3 separate regions of the Zea mays genome follow, and all the other regions are linked to region 3. The links are chromatin contacts, called in public Hi-C maps. All regions are on one chromosome and are shown on one strand. Each heading gives the region's core, a stretch centred on a gene start, on an enhancer-like site or on the middle of the called end of the contact. The rest is flanking DNA. Distances are from core to core; before and after follow the strand shown.

The links. Hi-C and Micro-C count contacts between places; a contact is called where the count stands out from the background.
Region 1: a Hi-C map of leaf shows a contact between it and region 3, with 9 times the contacts expected there. The contact joins the promoter of LOC542209 here to the promoter of LOC100272648 in region 3. A contact is called at or near these places in 4 of 25 Hi-C or Micro-C datasets (all in leaf).
Region 2: a Hi-C map of tassel shows a contact between it and region 3, with 4 times the contacts expected there. The contact joins the promoter of LOC103636668 here to the promoter of LOC100272648 in region 3. A contact is called at or near these places in 6 of 25 Hi-C or Micro-C datasets (bundle sheath, ear, leaf and 2 more).

Annotation. Positions count from the first base shown.
Region 1 is chr8:181,576,145-181,580,125 of Zm-B73-REFERENCE-NAM-5.0, forward strand. It overlaps LOC542209 (NADP malic enzyme 4), which reads right to left and starts at 1,942. Exons shown (of 19, transcript NM_001111822.1): 1 at 1,608-1,942; 2 at 1,239-1,359; 3 at 1,081-1,155; 4 at 813-964; 5 at 613-718; 6 at 434-499; 7 at 232-327; 8 at 58-129. The coding sequence starts at 1,942.
Region 2 is chr8:181,879,058-181,882,577 of Zm-B73-REFERENCE-NAM-5.0, forward strand. LOC103636668 (proline-rich receptor-like protein kinase PERK9) reads right to left here and starts at 2,176. Exons shown (of 8, transcript XM_008659022.4): 1 at 522-2,176; 2 at 30-437. The coding sequence starts at 1,392.
Region 3 is chr8:181,727,846-181,731,688 of Zm-B73-REFERENCE-NAM-5.0, forward strand. It overlaps LOC100272648 (putative translation elongation factor family protein), which reads right to left and starts at 2,377. Exons shown (of 3, transcript NM_001359665.1): 1 at 2,240-2,377; 2 at 766-901. The coding sequence starts at 856.

The DNA of each region.
Region 1 (3,981 bases), core at 692-3,191, 150 kb before region 3:
GTGGTCTGCTACAGTTCGTTAGGAAACAAATAGTTTATTTTCAATTATTTTCCATACCTGGACAAGAACTTTTTGTCCATAGTTCTGCCTAACTGCGGCCATAAACTCATCCAGAAATTCAGAGTATTCCTGATTCAGAAAATGGATATAAGCAATTGGAATCCACAATCAAAAAGGTTAACATGAATCATGATAATTGAACGAGCATAGCCAATACAAGTAGCATGGAACCTGGCCAGTTGCTCTTCTTTGCTTTAAGCCAATGTAGAATTCATCCTTCAGTAGGTCTTCATTATTTGTTCCCACATCAATGGTAATAGGTAAGCACTATGAATCAACATGGAGGAGAATATTACATCATGAGACTGCTAATAAAAAACTGTATGCTCACATAGACTAATTTAAAACTGTATATTCACATGTTAAAGCTCACAGCGGATGGCCGTACACCTCCAAGAGCAGTATACAGTGCAAGCTTCCCCACAGGAATTCCCATGCCCTATGCACATTTCACACAGAGAACATTATAAGCAACAAACTCTACACTTAGCCAAAAATTCAGATGCACAAATGATTCCTGACAGAGCAAAAATGGCTGGACAATAAACTAACCTGGCAACCAAGATCTCCCAGGCCTAAAATGCGCTCACCATCAGTGACCACAATAACCTGAATACTCTTCTCTGTCCAGTTCCTCAGTACCTCCAAGATCCTTCCCCTAGCATTAAAGCACATCATAAGCACCCTTAATCCTTTAAGGCTCTCAGCAGATATAAGCAATTACTGTGAGGAGAGGTGGAGGGACTACACACTTCTCCTTGAGGCTGATGTATAAACCCTGCGGTCGTCTGAAGATCGACCCATACTTCTGGCAAGCTTCCCCCACTGTTGGTGTATACACAACAGGAAGCAGTTCTTCGACATTGTCAATCAAGAGCTTGTAAAATAGCCTCTCATTTCTCTCCTGGAAAACAAATGCATCGTTCAACAAAACAAAAGCACTAGAGACTGAAAATATAATTTGGCTAGCTGCAACTTTGTGAACACAAATTTTCTCTTGGATAAGTCTGATGGGCTTACCTGAAGGTCCATTAGCGCAGTGTAGCGCTGCAACGGGACCTGGAACTGCCTAACATTCTGCAACATCCTCTTCTCCTGTAGAAGATGACACGCTTCAGTGAGTGAAATCATCAACTGCCAACGAGAGAAAGGCAGGTAAGAAAGTAGAAGTACCAGACCTGGAGGTCCTGAGATAGCACTACCGGAGGCAATAATCCTCGCAGGTAGTGCGTGTCCCGCTCTTTCTCCGTGAAAGAGAGCCCTTTGTTGTGCCTTGGATCCCTCAGCAGGGAGTGACCACTGAAATCCCGGTAATGACAAAACATCACAGTCTTGAAGTCATGCATACATCAGAACAACACCAGTTGAGTTTCGTCCAAGTTCATGACTAGATTACTCCACGATTTTCGTATATGAATGTGACACATGATGAAATGGACAGGTACATCGAAAGGAATCTCAACTTCAGAGTTCATCCGATACGTGGTCATCTTAATATTTACAGTAGAATCAGAGGATACCTGAGCAGCAGAATGAAACCCGCATACCTTGCGATGCAGACGGCCCACGGTGTGACAGTCTGGTCCTCGGTCGCGCGGTCCTCGCCATAGGCATCCTCCACACCGCCGGTCACCACGCCCGGCGCCATCGCAACTTGACCACCCACCGGCACGCCGCCGTTTTCCCCCTCTACTGATCCCGCCATATGGTGCACCGTTCTTGCGCCAAACCTCTCGTCGCGGCCGCGGCTGTTGCTCCACCACCAATGCCCCTCGCCCTCCAAAACCAACGTAACTGAAGAGCTGGCGATGCGCTGGAGCCGTATATATCCTCGGACGCGCGAGGAGGAGCGCTGTAGCAGCACGACGGACACCGAGGCCATTGGGTGACGGCGACGGCGATGCCTGTCGTCCGCGCCGGACACGTTGCAGGAGAGGTGTCGCCACGTACCCCGCGGTAGGCCGGCTCTAGAATGTCTTGCCCTCTGATTTTTCAAAACTGGCTGTTTAAAACTTTTACAAAATCAGATAGATAACCCTCTAAACAATTTTAATGTGACATTAATAAATAGTATCAATTTTGTCTTTTTTTAATTCTGTCTTCTACTAGCGACTAAACTTTATATAATTTTACAATAGATAATTAGATACTGTATTTACTCTAATTTTCTGTAATTTTAGAAGTAATAGCTTATTTTATTAAAAAACTATATAAAAATATTTTAATATTTTTGTCTCTAATTTATTTTTTATCTTTAAGATTATTTTTTACTAGAGCTAAATAACAATATTACTAAACTACTGAAATTTTATTGATTTTATTAAGAAAGTTAAGTATTTTTTCTTATAATTACTATTATTAATTTTATATTTATTTTTTAAACAGTCGCAATAGTAATAAAGCAATATCTAAATTTTACAAAGACCTTTTCTTAGCTAAATTATTATATATAAATATTTTTACAATTTTCTGAGAAGTTTAACTTTAGAGTTTTTTCTTGGATTTTTTGGGCGATCATTGAGCTTGTCCTAAATTCTTATCTCGGGTCCCTATATTTTTAAATAACATATTTACCTTTCTAAACTTATTCTGAGTTAGTATTTAAATTGCATGCTCGGCGCTGTAGACTTATTTTAAGTTACTAATTCTGTCCTTGTTTTGAGTTGTCAACTTGTCATACATGTCCTGATATTTGTGAATTGCGTTATAAACTCACATTAAGGTGTTGTTTGGTTCACGAAATGCAACGTAAATGACAACAATTATGATTCACGCTCGAGTACCAGCAGTAACAAAGTTTGAATATATCGATATCAATTTTTAGTGTGTTACTTTATTACATTGGACTTAAACAAATATAGTTTAACGTTACCAGTTACCTGTTATGTTACAAATATGTGAATCAAATAGCATATAAGGTTCACCCCTTCCCTCGCTTCATGCCATTCTCACCCAGTCGTGTTGCATATGCATCTTTGTCGTGTTGCACCACGGTTGCCCATAACCTAGGAAAGGCAAATAGAATTAATGCATAGTGTAACTTTGAAAAATTACTGCAAGTATTGAAAGAATGATGAACAGAAGCAACCATACTTGAAGTATGAGCAAACCACAGCTTAGCCATATAGCTTGAGGCATGCTTAAGTGAATATTTGAAATATATACCTTATCATGTTGAAAGGGGTTCAATATAAAAATGTGTATTATGAAAATGCTATTAATTGGCCAATTATTTGTGAAGAACCTAGACCTATAAGAACCTAAGGATGAGAGGGAGAAAAAATCATGTCGATACACCATGAAGATAACACGAAAGGTAGACACTATATGTGTCATTGTGTTGGATCGGTAATGGCACTAAGTATAAGCAAATACCTTGTGTATGGATCATGAATGTCCTCTAATACATCCAAAGAGCAGAGAAATTTTAAATTGAAGATCAAGACATGAATCTAGATGTGAATATGAATTCCCTTTGTGGCAAATCAGAATTGAATTAAAGTCAGAAAGTAGACCTTTGTGTCAACAATGACAAACTCATATAGGAACCAAAGTCTAGCATAAAGATTTTGTGAAGATGTATACTTTGAATAAGGAACATTCCACAATAAAAGCAATGTGGATTAAGGAAACCCCACTACCAATTTTTGAAATAAAGAAGCTTGTGTTGCACAGGTAATACTAGGATATGTGCTATGTATGAAAATCCCATTAATATATGATCAAGAAGGCATATGATGAACCACGTTAGAATTTTGCATAATAAGTCACAAGAGGATCTTGTAGATCTCTATTTAAGCATTGCATCCATCATTGAAAGGATGGACTTGAAGCAATTATAGAAGACTTAAAAGTGTGGTTCTAAAGGGGAGAAATTTGCATACTCCTAATTGAATCTTGAGCATGAAGTTCAAGTATCAA
Region 2 (3,520 bases), core at 926-3,425, 150 kb after region 3:
TATTATAACTGAAAGAAAAATGTCCACACCATGGAGGTGGTAATAAAGTGTGTTGTTGGGAACAAAATCGTAAACAAGCATTCGCTGGCCCTCCGCAGTGCAATAGCCTACTAGAGAAACCAAATGTCTATGATGTACTCTGCTGATAGTATCGACCTCAGCCTTGAACTCACGCTCGCCTTGCCCATTCCCAATCTTGAGCTTCTTGACGGCAACTGGGCGACCATCTTGCAAAATGCCCTTGAACACGCACCCAAATCCACCTTCCCCCAAAAGGTTCTCTTCTGCAAAGTCATCTGTGATAGCTGCCAAATTCTCTGGTGTGAAGAGCATATGGGAATACCCAATCCCAGAGTCGGCTGGGGAGTATGGAAAACCACGGCTCCCAGTGCTGTACCTCATGAAAGGATACCCTGGCGATCTCAAGTAGAACCCATCTGTCCAGCACAAACAATTAGGACCAGCTTGATGTCTAAAACGGGGAAATGCCTGAAAAACAAGACCAGTGTTCACGCTGTTACCTGAAGCTAGTGAGGATCCAGCCGAAGATGGAATGTAGTTGGGCGGTGGCGGAGGAGCTGGTTGCTGTGTAGGCAGTGTCGCCGGGGGCTCAATGCGCCGGCGCTTTTTCTTGACGAACCAAATGGTGGCGCCAATAAAGCTGAGCATAGCGAGACCGGCCAGTGCTACGATGGTGGTGGCCGCTTCCCTCGATATCTCGATGTTGTTGCCGCTGCCGCTAGCTGCATGGGTCGAGTTCGAATGCGACTTCACGGGCGAGTGCGGCGTGTAATGCGACTTGCCGCGATAGTGCGGTGGCGGGGGAGGGGCGATTTTTGGCGGGGGAGGCGAATAGGCAGCAACACGCGCAGGAGCCGGAGCTGGAGCTTGTGTAGCTGGAGCAGGCGACGGCGACGGCGATGGAGAGTTGGATGGACCCGGCGATGGCGGCGAGACGGTGGGAGGCGGCGGAGGAGGAGGAGGAAGCGACGGCGGTGGCGGTGATGGGTATACGCGGGGCTGAACGCGCGGCTGGTCCGTCGGCAGCGGGGGCGGCGGGGCTTGAGGCGGTGACGGGGTTGGATGTGGCAGCGGTGACGGGGGAAGCGACGGAGGGGGAGCGTCCGGCGGAGGAGGCAACAATGCCGGCGGCGGAGACGACGGCGGCGATGGCTCCGGTAAAGGGGACGCCGGAGGTGGGCTGCTTAGCGGCGGAGGCGACGTTGGCGGGGGCGAAGAATGGTAGGACGCGGAGACCGGCGGAGCGGAGGCGGACGACGAGTACGGGCAAGCCGGCGGCCGCGGAGCCAGCTGCGCCTGCAGTTGCCCGTAGCCCCCCTGCTGCTGCTGCTGCTGTGGGGGCAGGAAGGGTTCCACGTACCCGTAGCCCATCGGTACCACCACCGCGCGTAACAGCCTCCACAGCAGCAGTGAGCCGTGCCCACGCGCGCAGGCAGGACGGGATCTGCAGCGCCGCGCCGTCGGCCAGATCTCCCGGCCGCCGGGCGCAGTCGGCAGCAGCTCAGCGGACTGCGGGCGACTGATGAGCGCGCCGTCGCCGTCCTCCCCGGGGTCTCGCGGCGCGCCAAGATCCAGGCCTCCCCACGCGAGCGGCGTCGGTGGCGCGCGCCAGATCACGCCGCGCTGGAGTCGAGGCCGCCCGCCAGTAGGCGCGGAAAGCGGCACCAAGTGAAGCACGCGGCAGCAGGTACGGGTGGCCAGAGACGGCGAGATCCGAGCCTCCCCCCGGCGGCGAGCCCTCCTGGCCAATGTAGTAGCGCAATGCAGCGGCTGGCTGTCTCCCTCAGCGCCTTGGGCCGAGCTCGCGCCTCTTGCCTCCGCTGTCCGCCCGCCCCTGGCCCCTGCCTTGGACAGCAGAGAGGAGTGGTATAATTTTCTCTCTCTCTCTCTCTCTCTCTCTCTATCTATATCTCCTTTTTTTCGAAGGAAAAACAAGTTTACTTTTTACTCATTGTTACGAAGAGGAGGGTGGAGGGGCATCGGGAGCTGTCGCTAGTGTCTGTCTCGGCGGTCCGCACCGCACCCACAGGCCACAGCTGGTCTCGCGACTCGGCGTCCCGCCCCGCGGTGCGGGGTGGTGGAACCATGGGAGACTCTGGGGGCGCCGCACGAACGAACCCGCCGTGTTGAGTTGACGGCGGCGCGCGGACTTTGGCTAGACAGAAAAGTTAAATAAAATTAGTCGGTTACTCGTGCGTTGCGATCGCTTACAACAATACCTATATAGACTATTTAAAAAAAAATTCAATACTTTTTATTGATTGTCTCTACTCTTCATATAATATTTTTTTATTTGGCTAACTGATGTTATTATTTACTCTATCTAATATGTCTTGGTAAAACACGACCAATGAAGTGAGCGATTAGAAGAAAGTTCACAATGACTAACTAAACGAACAGAGATATAGAATGACATAATAAGTCACATAAACTCAAACTTATAAAAAGATAGATCAAAATATGGAGTGGTTACTAAAGTCAGACATCAATAAAAATTGTATGTGCTCCATATAAATTATGCTACTTCGTAGTAATTACTAATGTTTAAAACCTACAAATAACCTTTCATTTTACTGTAGTGTGACAAATCATTGTTGCTCCACCCAATTCAGCAACCCCAAACATCATTGAGTCAATTACGCCAATGTGATCTCAGAAACGATCTATTGCTTGCAAGAACCAAGAACGTGTGTGTCGTGCTTGGGCTGTAGCCTCGGTTTGTAGTGTGACTCGGCTCGACACGATTATATTTTTTATTTTACAAAAAACGTATATGCATATATACAATTTATATCCAAATTAAAAATATCTAAGCATGATGTTCTACTAGTTAGATATCTTCACTCATTGTCTCCCGCACTTTTTCTAACAGGGCATGGTGTCTGGCCCGTGCCAGACCGCCGTTTGGTTATCTATAGGCGTGCAACAGGTTAATTTGAAATAGTTGTTAGAGGTTATTTGTAAAAAAAAGTATCGCGGAATGAGGGGTAGAGCTGGCTGGATTATGGTGGGCTACGTTTTTTAGAAAAAAGGACCAGTGTTTTGTTTTTCGTAAGGTACCTTCAGATTCCTTTTATTTATTTATTTTATGGACGTAATGGATCAGCCCCGACCATGTTGTAGGCTATTGGCTTGACTTTAATTACTCCTACTACTCCTGCAATGTTTTGCCTCGACCGCACCAGAAAACACAAGCTGCCGAGAAGACCGCTCGTCGACCGATCCATTTGTGGTTCCGCCAGCTGAGCTGACCACCGCCTGCATGGCCGGGCTTGGAGCTGGAGGCAAGGCAAACACGACAAGATAGCCTCTGCCCGTCCATTCCATTCCATGGGATTCTTTTCCCGCTCCCCGTTCTCACCAATCTTATGCCCTGTTCCAATCTCGCGAGATAAACTTTAGCAACTTTTTTTAAGCTACTTTTAGCTATTTGTAATCTAAACAGGAGAGCTAATGGTGGTGATTGAAGCTAAACTTTAGCACTTCAATTCATATAGCT
Region 3 (3,843 bases), core at 1,127-3,626:
TAGAGGAGCACATTAGAAACAGATGACCAATCAAAATCAAAAGTATACAAATAAATCAATATACATTACAATCTAAACATATAGGGACTCCAAACAATGTGTTCCACACTTTTGCCAATACATAATAGACTTCACAAAAATAAGACCTTACATGTCACACTAGGTTTCAATGCCATTTTGGACAATTTTGCTTTTCTGTGCCCTTATGACTTTTGCATGTGTACATGCGCATAGAAAGGCAGAAATATCCAAAACGGCATTGAAACCAAGTGTGACATGTTTTGAGTCTTATTTTTTACGAAGTCAATGTTACGAATGGCAAAAGTCTGAAGCACATTGTTTGAAGTCCCAAAAATACAAAGGGATTTGCAAATTTGCCACTTAGAATGTTGGGCTTAGTTAATTTCCCATCGGGTCCACAAACCGTAGACATAGATGAACCCAGAAACCATAGACGCAGTGGCATAATACCAAAGAGAACAAAGCTCTAAGTGGCAAAATTGCAAATCCCTCGCTACTAACAGATAATATTACCGATGATAATACCTAGAAAAGCAATACATTCATCACAAGATGAAAAAACAGTAAGCCTTTTTATCCATGAATGAACAAGTGACCATAAGTAACTTGGCACAAACCAGATAATACAGCATCAGTAAAAGCATTAGCTCTTAAACATTGAAAACGAAATAAATTTTAAAAACAAAGAGGCTCAAAAATATTAAGGACTATATAACATCTAACAAAGTAGTGTTTTGAACATACCATGGTCCACATGAGCAATAACAGACATATTACGAATGTTGTTCTTTTTGTCCATGATGGCACGGAGCTCTTCAGCCGTGAACTTCACCATCTTTACTTGTTATGATGGTACCACTACAAATATGTATATGTATGCCTGCAGTTGAAGTTACAAAATGCTTGTCAGAATTAAAAAAAAAACAGCAATGCCTTTTAGTCCCAAGCAAGTTGAGGTAGGTTAGAGTTGAAACCCAACAGAAGCCACAAGTCAAGGTTCAGTCATGTGGATAGCTGTTTTCAATGCACTCCTATTCAAGGCTAAGAATTAAAGAACATGAATACAGCAAACTTTGAGTCTAACATCTGCACTAAAGAACAACAAGGACTATATTTGTCAGGATCAAAAGAGAAGCAAATATTTATTTAACTGTCTAATGTTTGAAACAAGATATTAACCCTTTCAGGAAGTCATTGGAAACTTTATCAAGGTTAATTATTCTAAATTTCACTCGACAAGATATTGTAAGCACACTGAAGCAAAGAGGTATCTTAGTTTTGAACAGAGGGTAGAACCTCATCAAACTACACAACTTGTTTAAGAAAGCATCAAAGCGATGATCAATCTCTAAAATAATGAATGAATTAATACTGATAAGTGGAACAAGAAACAGTAGATGTTAACTGGTTAAGGCACAACTGATGGGTGTACCATATGTATTACAATTGTGAACCAAAAACAATCTTATAGACTTGTACAGACAGATTATCACATTAATGGCATATCAAATTACATGGAAACACCAGAAAATATTTTAGACAAACATTTCAGCTGGCAGAAGATCCTAGCCTTCATGAAAATCAAAGATTCCAAAAAGGAAAGCATAGATTACTCAACAAATTCATGTAGACTTGGACTAGCAAATATCAATGAATGCTAATGTCCTGAGCATAAAAAATGGACCGTAAAAAAATAACAATTACCACCTAAAACGGATCATAAACATAACATGGATCTGAGACCTACCAACAGAAAAACAAATCGTTCGAACTAAATCAGACTATACCAGCTACAATTAGGCATGGCAAAACAGCAGATCTGAGTTAACAAATTGGTGTCACCCAAGGATCACAGCAGACCTGATTCATCTTAAACATAAGGTGCAAACTAACTGGTACACGCAAAAAAAATTGAAGAATCGAGAAATCTAAGACATCTGGATTGAACCAGGACTGCAACTTATCTTATCTCTACAGATCGGACAGACCAATCACAGAGAGAACAGTCGGAAGCCAGTAAACCCAAATCCACCTAAATTACCTCGAGTACCCACACAAACATCAGATTCGAACCACAAGCAATTGAAAACCTCTGATTCAATCCAATCAACACAAGACACCGTGAGATGGAACCAAAACGCCTTGAAGCCAACTAGAAATACCGATCAGCTAGCTCTAGCTCTAGCAACCAGAGAAGAGGGGAGAGAGAGCCAGTAACCTTGGTTTCGCCTCCCGATCTGAGAGACGAGATGTGGAGGCGCCGCCGGGAGAGAAGCACTAAAACCCTAGTGGCAGCCTGTAAAGATATATCTATAGCAGCGGAGCTGGCGCAGGGCGGAAGAAATATCCTACGGGGGCGAATATTCGGCCACTGACCCGCCTGGTTTTGTCGACGCAGATTAGCGGCGGGCAGCTGCTGGGCTGCTCGTCACTCTCGGGCAACCATTCGGCCCGTTGAGTAAGCCCACTGGCTCCTTTCCAAGGCGGTGACTAGAAAGAAGCCAGCAGGGCAGAAGGCTCACCGCCTCACGAGTCACGACGCGAGGTAACCTTATCTGCACTGCACGTAAAGATGGCAACGGTGAAATCTCTCTCGGGTTTTGGCTTCCTATATCTGTCCCTGGTTTTGGTTTTCTATATTTGTCCCTGCGACAAAAAAAAAATTGCTGGGATCCCCACAAACTCTTAAGGTCATGTTCGGTTCTACCCCAATCCATATAGATTAAGGCCTTGTTCGTTTGTGTCGTTTTGGTGGGTCGGAACGATTCCGAGCCGGATTGCTTCTATAATTTATATAAACTTTGATTAGCCGGAATAATTCCGGTTGCAATCCGATGTAAACGAACAGGGCCTAAGGGGTTGAGGGGGGTTCAATCTCTATTAAGTCAAAATCTCTCTCAATTCATATCAATCCCCTCCAATCCATATGGATTGAAAATAACCGAACAAGCTCTGAATGGGTATTTCTTCTCCATCCCCGGTCCCCGTGGGGATAAATCCCCATCGGGGATCCCGTCCCCGCTTAAATTATACTTATAACATACTTTCTTTATTATTAATATAAAACATTGCCATTTATATACATTGTCAGATGTTAGAACTTATTATGTGTACATCAAAAAATAAACATATTTGTACGACGAGTTATCTCTTAACAATGTGATTATTTATTTTTATCATTATATATTACATGAAAACACCATCATATATAAGTTTAACGGGTCCCCGCGGGAAACGGAGACGGCGAATGTTTCCCCATCCACGTCCCCGTTTACCTTCCTCATCCCCATCCCCTAATGGAGGAATTCCTCACGGTGAATCGAAATCGGGGCCTATTGCCATCTCTAACTGCGTGTATATAATTTATGGGTGTGTTTATTGGTTTTGTCTTTTGCTCCGTTAAACCAAAAGCTAAATCAAATAGCCAAATTTACGGAGCAGTTTTTTTAAAAAAAAATCGATTTTCTCGAAGTGCAAAATTAAAAGTACATGTGGGCCTTCTTTCATCGGTTTTCGGATGAAATTGTGAATATATATAGATTGTATATAACGAGCCTTGAGTTTTCAATAACTAGAGGAAGCCTAGATCAGATGGTGCAATTCAGTCGAGCTGGATCAGGTCCGGATGTCTATAAAAGAAGACCTGAAGTGCTAGAGTTCATTTTTTCACACTCCATCCGAATTCAGTAGCGTCAGCGTCCACCCAGGCGTGCGTGACGGCGGAGGTTGCCCGAGAGCGCGCGCGGCGACAGATCCCGACGTGCGAGTAACGACGGCGCCGCACGAGGCACGAGGTTCGAGCGACGTCACGTAAGGCACGAG